Regions from separate parts of the Pan troglodytes genome. Here regions 1 and 3 are each linked to region 2. A link is a contact called in public Hi-C and HiChIP or PLAC-seq data. All regions are on one chromosome and are shown on one strand. Each heading gives the region's core, a stretch centred on a gene start, on an enhancer-like site or on the middle of the called end of the contact. The rest is flanking DNA. Distances are from core to core; before and after follow the strand shown.

Region 1 (2,946 bases), core at 163-2,662, 590 kb after region 2:
CCAGCAGCAGAGGCGGAGGCCCGGCCCCCGGGCCCAGGGAGCCCCCGCCGCCTCCTAGCGCCTCCCCACGGCCATTCTCCAGAGTATCCAACAAGTCCCCGCACTCAAAGTGCATGGCGACCACTAGCGCACGCTGCGCCTCGGCGGCCTCCTCCTCTGCTGGATCTCCCTCTGCCGCACGGTTCTCCTCCTCCTCCGGGCAGCCCTCGGGTTGCTCCTCTTCCTCTTCCTCCTGCAGCTCCTGCTCCTGCTGTTCGCCGAGCAGGTCCTCGGTGATGGAGCCGAGCTTGGGCGCGCTGCGGCTGCGCTCCACCGGCGGTTTATAGCAGCAGGGTCCGTGTAGGAGCAGCTTGCGCAGCGGCACTAGCGGGATGGTGTGTGCGCCCACCAGCTCCTGCTGCTGGTGACGCGCGTCGTCCCGCCGCTTGAGGCGTTTAAATTCCGCCAGCGCGTTGGCCGACGTCTGGTAGAGCAGCAGGGCCATGGCCTGCGCCTTTTCGGGCTTGGACACCAGCACGGCGTGGCAGCGCAGCATCACGGCCTTGTGCTTCAGCTCGTGCCGGTACACCCAGGCGAAGACCTTGGGCAGCCGCGCGTCGGCCACGCAGTAGGTGACGCGGTGCAGCAGGTAGAGGTGGCCCGGGCGGCGCAGCGCGCGCTCCTCGGCGTGCACCATGCGGATACCCTGCGCACTCACCGTCAGCTTCATCTTGGTGCCCTGACGGCCCGCCTCGCTCTTGCTCCAGATCTTGCCCACAGCAAGGTCGGTGCAGCCGTCGCCGCGCGCCTGGATGGTGGTGGCATTGCCCAGGTAGAGCACGGTGTAAGTTGGGTCCTCGCTAGTGATGTGCAGCTTCTTGCGCTTGGAGCGGAACATGCTGCCCACCCGGCTAAGCGCGCCTTCGGGGCACGCCCGCGCCAGCGAGCTCAGCGCCGAGTAGTGCAGGCTCACAGCGTAGCCCTTGGGCTTGGACGCCTGCCGCGGCGGCGCCTCGGCCAGCAGCTCGAACTTGTGCTTCTTCCACGGCAGCATCTCCGGAGGGCGCCCCGGCGCAGCTGGGCGGCGGCGGCGGCGGAGCGCCGGGTGCGAGGCCCGCTGAGCCACCGGCCCCTGCCGGGCTCGGCCCGGGCAAGATCGAAAAATAAAACTACTGGCAGCGGCCCAGTGGTAGGGAGTTGGGGGGAGGGGAGCAGAGAGAGTGCTTAGGAACCCCGCAGGGGGTGGGGGTAAATTTTCTAAAAAAGAAAATATTCAGCTTCGAGTGTGCAAAAAAGGTTGGTGCGGGGGAGACACGCGCGCACACAGAATTACCCCAGCCTGGGCAAGGGCGAGAGCAAAGAGTCTCAGGCAAGCAACAAAATGCAAGGGAGAGAGAACGAGCGTGGAGTGGAAAATGTCAGGAAAAAAGCTAGAAGCGCGCGTGCAAATAAATAAAGAGAGCCCCAGCAACAGCACCCGGGATGGTGCGAGAATATGCAGGAACTCCTCGGCGAACGTGAGGTGGGTCCCCTAACACACACAACCCTCAGGACTGGGGCCAAAACCCGCGGAAACTCCACAGCGAGTGTGCCCAGGGGCCGGTGCTCCCCACCTCCGAGGGGTGCTGGAGACGGAAAGCCCCTCGGCTGGGCTGGTCTCAAGAGTCAGCAGCTCGCCCAAAGTGCGGTCGGATGCTGGGTCCGGCTGGCCGCGGCGGGCCCCGCGCAGCAGTCCCGCGGGGACTCACTGCATCTTCGCTCCGCCGGACGCCGGGGACTCGCGCTCGGCCCGCTCAGTGTCCGGGCTGGCCTGGCCGAGACAGCGCTGGGCTCCGAGGACAGGGGACGGGCATGGCCGGGTCCGGGAACCGCCGCTACCTCATTTCTTCCCTCCGAGGCGGTGTCCAGCTCCGCTCCCGGGCTCTCCACGGTCTGCTGCCCGCCTTTGCAGCGCGCCCTCTCCGGTGCTGCGAGCGGCGTCCGGCTCGCCTGCCTCACATCCTTGCCGTCCGGGAAGAAGATCTCGGGTAAATATAGGCCGGCGCGAACCATTCGCCGCGCGGGGACAGGGGAGAAGCAGAGAAGAGGATCTGTTTTGGGCTCCGACTCCGGGCGGATTCCTGGTTTCTTAAAGGGACCGCGTGACAGCCATTGGTCGAGGGAGCGGGGAGACCGGTCCAATCCGCCAATTACATCCCAAATTTACCAGCATCTCTTTTGTCTATGGAAATCACTGGGACCTGGGGTTACCCCGCAGCAAAAAGACTTGAATCCTGACACTCCACCCCCCAGGCTGAATTGCCACTCACTGAATACATGTATGTCTAGATCGAAACTTCTGAGGTAGGTGGCAGAAGATGAGATTACAGATTATAATTTCCTGTACAAAAAGTTTGGGAAAATAGTGGTTTCTTCCTTGTGTGACGGCTTTCTGAGAATGACTGGGTGCTGTTTAATATTATTTTCAGAATTGTATTCCATTAAAGAAAAGAGAGATGCACAGAAAACACCAAGGCTTATCTCTCACTATCTTGAGCTCGTATTCACAGGTAAGCAGCAGACAGTGTAAAGTGAGGTGAGTGGTAACATGATTGGGGTGACTACTGTAGAATACCGTCAATGAATAAGGCGCTTCCCCGTCCGAACCCCAGCAAGACCCCCTCCTGCTGTCAGGCCTCAGGGTAGAGCAGTTTTCTGAGATACACACAATTTCTAATGCTCGTGTGTAGTTAGGACTTAGTTTACTTTGGCAAGCCGGTCATGCGGTTTCATTCTATCATTGACATATTTTGGATGAGAATTCCTAGTAAAAATTCAAATGACGTTTTTTATTTAAGTGACAAATAATGCCAGGCCACCCTCCAATGGGAGTGATAATTGCATCAGTATTGCTTTTATCATGTGCCAACTGGACAGTGTAGTTGTCTTCTGACCGGCTTGACCCTTAGCCAGTAACTCATTTCTGGG
Region 2 (2,761 bases), core at 257-2,756:
TCAGCCTCCTGAGTAGCTGGGATTACAGGCGCCCGCCACCATGTCTGGCTAATTTTTTGTATTTTTAGTAGAGACGGGGTTTCGCCATGTTGGGCAGGCTGGTCTCGAACTCCTGGCCTCAGGTGATCTGCCCTCCTCAGCCTCCCAAAGTGCTAGGATTACAGGCGTGAGCCACCATTCCCGGCCTAAGCCACCATGCTTGGCCTTGCTTTTTTCTTATGGTTAAATATTTTGAACATTCTTAAATTATTAGTAAGATTTTCTAGAAATAAAAATGCTGTTTCAATGGTTGAGTATATTTTTGAGACTCATCCAATGTGGTAGGCACCGTGTTAGGTACTGGGTATACTGTGGTTAATAAAAAACAAATGTATATTGTTCTCTTGGAGTCACGTGTTCTTGCAATGAAGAAAGATGAGACTAGGGTAGTACATATATTTAGGTGGCCCTCACAGAATTACTGAGGATGGCACTTAGCCCAGACACTGGATAGGAGGTATTTAGAGATCATTTGTGTAGGTAGTGACATGTAAGCCAAGGTCTGAAGCAGAGAGGTTGGATAATCCATGCAACCTTACAATGTGGAAATGACTCAACAGGAAAAACCGTTTACCTAATCTCTGGTCAGAAATCAGAGAACTTGGCCAAAGAACTGAAGGGTTACTGTAGTTACTCAAGTTCTTTGTCTATTTAGACAGCATGCACAGCACTTGCACGTGTTTACTTAAAAACTACTGGTATAGCCTCAATTCTTAGAAGACTGAAGTTAGTACGTTTTTATCTAGTTAGCAGTGTGCAACTGCCTAGGGTCAAAACTGCTACTGGCTAGCTGTGTGACTTTGGGCACGTGACCTCGGCGTGCAAAACTCCCTGGTACTCTCAAGGAGGCTCTTGATAAAGTGTTAAAAGTCTGTTTATAAAACAAAAGTGGATGAATGTCGCCCTCCAGGGCTTTGCGGTGCTGGGGCTCGGGGAGCAGCCTCGCAGGTTCGTGCGGGCGGCGGGGGCCCCCTGCTGGCCACATCCTCCAGCCTCCCTCCGCTCGGCCTCCGGCGCGACGTGCGGCCCGGGCCATTTCCTCCCAGGGCGGGGGAAAAGGGAGGAGCTGCCGGTTTAAATTGCCTAGCTGCAGCTCGTGTGCAGGGAGAGGCCGAGACGGCTTAAAGCCTCCAAGAAATTGAGGGAAAAAAGGTGCAGAGACTAAAGTTTTACCTCTTGGTGCCTCCAGCTTCGCTTTTGGCTAACCTAAGTTCCTCTGTTCGGGCGCCTCCATTCCCTTCAAGACTCAGCTTGGATATCCTCTGGGGCTCGCCGCGTAGGGCGCCATTTCTCAGCCGGGACAGCGGGCCAGCCCTCAGCACGCTGGAGTCCGGAATCCGCCCCTCCCAACGCCGGGCGCCGGATCCCACCCTAACCCCTCCTCTAATACCCTTGGAACCTAGGACCCAGCGGTTTCGGCACGCCCGGCCCCGCCCCTCCGCGCACCGGCACCCGCGATTGGCTCCAGGCGGCGCGGCCCCGCCCCTGCCATGGCCGCCGCCTGGCGCCGGGGCTAAGTGGCCGCCGGCGTCCGGGTACCCGAGGGCTCTCCCGCGTTGCTGGCACCGCTGGCGCCGCGGCCTCGTAGCGCATGGGCCTCCTCCGAGGCGGGCTCCCATGCGCTCGGGCCATGGCGCGCCTGGGCGCTATACGCTCCCACTACTGCGCCCTGCTGCTGGCCGCGGCGCTGGCCGTCTGCGCCTTCTACTACCTCGGCTCAGGCCGGGAGACCTTCTCCAGCGCCACCAAGAGGCTGAAGGAGGCCCGCGCCGGGGCTCCCGCCGCGCCCTCGCCGCCCGCGCTGGAGCTAGCGCGGGGCTCCGTGGCGCCAGCCCCCGGCGCGAAGGCCAAGAGCTTGGAGGGCGGCGGTGCCGGGCCGGTGGACTACCACCTGCTGATGATGTTCACCAAGGCGGAGCACAATGCCGCGCTGCAGGCCAAGGCCCGCGTCGCGCTGCGCTCACTGCTGCGTCTCGCCAAGTTCGAGGCGCACGAGGTGCTTAACCTTCACTTCGTGAGCGAGGAGGCCAGCCGCGAGGTGGCCAAGGGCCTGCTGCGGGAGCTCCTGCCGCCCGCCGCTGGCTTCAAGTGCAAGGTGAGCGGGCCGCGGCTGGGGACTCCCGGTGGGTGGCCCACCCCATCCTAGGCGAGGTCAGTGCGCGCTCCCGGAGGGGATCCGGGGAACTAGCGGGTAGGATCTTCCCTGAGCTGCCCGCTTGCAGTGTAGTGTTCACAACTTGCGGGAGGTCTCGTTCGGGGGCGTGTCCGGGAGCCAGACGCCCTCAGCTGGTGCTGAGGAGTGGAGCTGCGTTTTTAATGACCGCCTCGTTTTCCTCTCCCCCAGTTAAGTGCAGCCCCCAGGAGATTCCGCGCGCCCCCATTTTGCTAACGTTGCAGGGTTCAGCACTGCCTTCAGAGTCTGCACCTCTGTTTATGTTCCTCAGTTTTTGACTGATGAGGATGGGACTGGTCACCAGTAGTCATCCTGAGCAACTGGAGAGGGCCTTGGTGAGGCCTCTGGAAGTGTTGAAGTTGCAGTGACACTTCTCATTGCTCTTAAGGTATTTCAGTAGGATCTGGTCAAACTCATTGTGAACCATCTTATCTCCTCTCTGTGTCCCTTTTCCCCCTTCCTCCAAGGGTCATGAACCCATTTAGAGAAGCCTGGAGTTCCTCCGAATGAGGAAGAGAAAGCTCAAGAGGAACAGATATGATCTGGGGA
Region 3 (2,700 bases), core at 23-2,522, 790 kb after region 2:
TGCGTGGACCAGGGGTGGTGGCCCTGGTAAGTGTCCAGGGACTAAGGGCTCCCTGCTCTCCAGGTGTGGTGGACGGGGTCCGCGTGCATGCCGTCCTCTTCTCTAAGACGCTAAGGCGGCTGAGTTCTGTAAGTAGCGGCAAGAAGAACAGTCACGGAGCAGGCCGGGCACAAAGGGCGCAGGCCAGGTGGCCCCAGGCGGAAAGATGGCCGCAGCCAGAGGCTGCAGGTGGCCGGGCGCGCTCCCTGCGCGCGTCGCGGAGAGGACGCAGCGAAAATCAAACCCGCGATTTGGAAATCCGGCTGCGGCCCTACCCCGAGATAAGTCTTCTGCGGAGGGAAGTATTTAATTTGCATCCAGGACGGTCGGAAGAGGCGCCTTCCCGTCGGAGGCGAGGCGCGGGCGCGTGGGAGCTTTCTCGTGTGCGCTCCTCCCTGTCCTCCGCCTGCGGCCGGGGCGCAGAGTCCGTGGTCATATGAGAATGACAGTTTTTTGTCTGTTTGTTTTGGCGGGGGCGAGGGTGGCTAAAGGAATGAAAGAGCCTTGCATTAGGAGCTGGGCTCTGGTTTCCTCTCCACCATTCTAGCACAAGCTTCCTCCATGACCATGACTTTGGGCAACGTCTGTCTAGTCACTGAGCCTCAGTTTCCCTGTTCATAAAATGGGAGATTGGACTATGATGTTGTCATAGCCCAAAGGGGATGAAGCGGGATTTGCCGTCCCATTTCATCCCACCAGAAAAGCCGCCCTCCATTAGCCACCCCGGCCTGACACCCAGCGTTTTTGGACGGCCTCGCCTCCCCTTACCTGCCTCTTTCTTTCTTTTGCCCGTTCGAGGGTGGCAAAGCCGATGGGTGGGCGGGGCCTATAAATCGCCCCGCCCCGCCCCTTCCCCGCCTCCTGACGTCGCCCGCGCCCCTCCGCCCTCCGCGCGGGGAATGAAGCCGCCACGTGACCTCACATCCGGCGCGGGAGTCCTGAGCCCGCGCGCGCTCCCCCGCCTGCCTGCCGGCTTTACCCGCAGCGTGATCGGGCGCCGCCGCGGAGGGGAGGGGGGTTCTCTACGTCGCTGGCGGCGGGGGGGCCGTTTCGGAGTGCAGACCGCCCCCCTCCCCTGCCCACCTCCCGCCGCCCTCCCTTGTTCTCGCCCTGCCGGCTGCACGCCGCCGCCGCGGGCGCGGAGGAGGAGGAGAGCGCGGACGTCCCAGGGCCGGCCCGGCCCCGCCGCGGCGCCTCCTTCCCTCACCCTGAGCCGCAGCGCGCGGCGCCGGCCGAGGGCGATGGGGCTGGGCTGAGGCGAGGCGGCGGCGGCGACAGCGGCGGCCGGGTCCCCCGCGGCCCCTGGGGCTGGTCCGGCCGCGAGGGAGGCCGCGGAGGAGGCGGCGCGGCGGCGGCCAGTGAGCGGCCCCGGTGAGCGGGGCGAGGGGCGGGTGGGCGGCGGCGCCGGCGGAGGTCGAGGAGGCGAATGGTGGTGTCGGGGCGGCGGGTACCGGGCGAGGTCGCGGCCAGCCTTCTCGGGCCGGAGTTGGGCATCGCGGGGACGGGGAGTGTCGGGGACAGGTGAGGCCAGGGCAGGAGCCCACGCGGTGGGTGCGAAGGCCTGGGGGGGACGCGCCGCCTGCCGGGGGCGAGCGTGGGGGCCGGGCGCCTGGTGGTTGGTGGTCAGACCTTTCGGAAAGTCCTGTGGGAGGTGGAGGTCCCGTGGGCAGAGGCGGTAGGGGTGCTGGCAGGGCCCTCGATGGGTCTGTGCGGAACCCTGGCTCGTCCTCAGCCGTGGAGTATGGAGCTGCTTGCCATCTCCGCATTTCACAGATAAAAGGAGTGAGTCCCGTGGAGGAAAAGTGACTTCTGACTTGCCTGAGGCCTCCCACTCGGACTCTGTGGCAGTGAGGACTAGAAAAACCCAGGGCCCTTTCCCCTCGCAGTGCTCTCGTGGCCACTCTCGCTATGGCCTTTCTGTCTCTCCATTCCCTTCACACAGTCAGGTTCTGGTGGAAGTATGACCTCTGGCTTTTTTGGGGGGGTGAGGGGTAGGGGTGAAGGGGGAGGGAGTCGGGTTGGGATCGGCAGGAACTCAGCTGGGGGCTTCCCGGTGTGGAAAAAGCTTTGTGACAGGTGTTTATTGTTTCCTCTTCCCATAGATCTGACAGACATCCCTGAATCTTGGTGTTTGGACATAGGAGGTATGAATCACTCACATAATTAGCCGCTTTTAATCATCAGTGTCTTAGAGCTATATTTAGTGGTTATATTAGTGCAAAATGAATGGGTATGGAGTCGTACACCTAGAAACAGACTTGTGTTCCTCTATACGATTCTAACTAAATGAGTAGAACATACCTGGGTATGTCATGGCTACTTTAGATCTGTGAGGCAGGAAGTTAGAATTTAAAGAATCTAAGAAATGCAGGGACTTGAAAGATTATTGCAAAATAAAGCCTTTAAAAAGTTTCGTTGTTAAAATGAAAGTGTTTCGATTTGATTCCTTTGAAGGGTGAGTACATAATGAACAGTGCTCTATCTTTGGTTAGAGCTCAGCCTCTTTACCAAGGCACATGTATTAATTTTGTTTCACTGGAATATATGTGGCATTATTTTCTCTAGAGGTTTGTTGCTTTGCTTAATAGACTACAGTTGCCAAAAATCAATGTGTGTGGGCATCTCATCCTGGTTTGCAACCCCTTTAAGGCAAATCAGTGC

Evidence for each region. Hi-C and Micro-C count contacts between places; a contact is called where the count stands out from the background. HiChIP or PLAC-seq counts read pairs in DNA pulled down with a chosen protein or histone mark.
Region 1: a contact with region 2 is called in an H3K4me3 HiChIP or PLAC-seq map of stem cell-derived excitatory neurons, with 20 times the contacts expected there. The contact joins the promoter of LOC134809509 here to the promoter of XXYLT1 in region 2. A contact is called at or near these places in 5 of 7 Hi-C or Micro-C datasets (blood, induced pluripotent stem cells, a lymphoblastoid cell line and 1 more), 1 of 1 datasets of contacts at active chromatin or transcription factors (stem cell-derived excitatory neurons) and 1 of 1 other capture datasets (stem cell-derived neural stem cells).
Region 3: a Hi-C map of stem cell-derived neural progenitor cells shows a contact between it and region 2, with 4 times the contacts expected there. The contact joins the promoter of ATP13A3 here to the promoter of XXYLT1 in region 2. A contact is called at or near these places in 1 of 7 Hi-C or Micro-C datasets (stem cell-derived neural progenitor cells) and 1 of 1 datasets of contacts at active chromatin or transcription factors (stem cell-derived excitatory neurons).

What each region holds. Positions count from the first base shown.
Region 1 is chr2:197,867,628-197,870,573 of NHGRI_mPanTro3-v2.0_pri, reverse strand. LOC134809509 reads left to right here and starts at 1,412. Exons shown (of 3, transcript XM_063806429.1): 1 at 1,412-2,006; 2 at 2,448-2,528. The coding sequence starts at 1,475. FAM43A (family with sequence similarity 43 member A) reads right to left here and starts at 1,350. Exons shown (of 1, transcript XM_516959.8): 1 at 1-1,350. The coding sequence starts at 1,033.
Region 2 is chr2:198,456,990-198,459,750 of NHGRI_mPanTro3-v2.0_pri, reverse strand. XXYLT1 (xyloside xylosyltransferase 1) reads left to right here and starts at 1,506. Exons shown (of 4, transcript XM_516961.7): 1 at 1,506-2,134. The coding sequence starts at 1,631.
Region 3 is chr2:197,670,389-197,673,088 of NHGRI_mPanTro3-v2.0_pri, reverse strand. It overlaps ATP13A3 (ATPase 13A3), which reads left to right and starts at 1,272. Exons shown (of 32, transcript XR_010155900.1): 1 at 1,272-1,410; 2 at 2,142-2,183.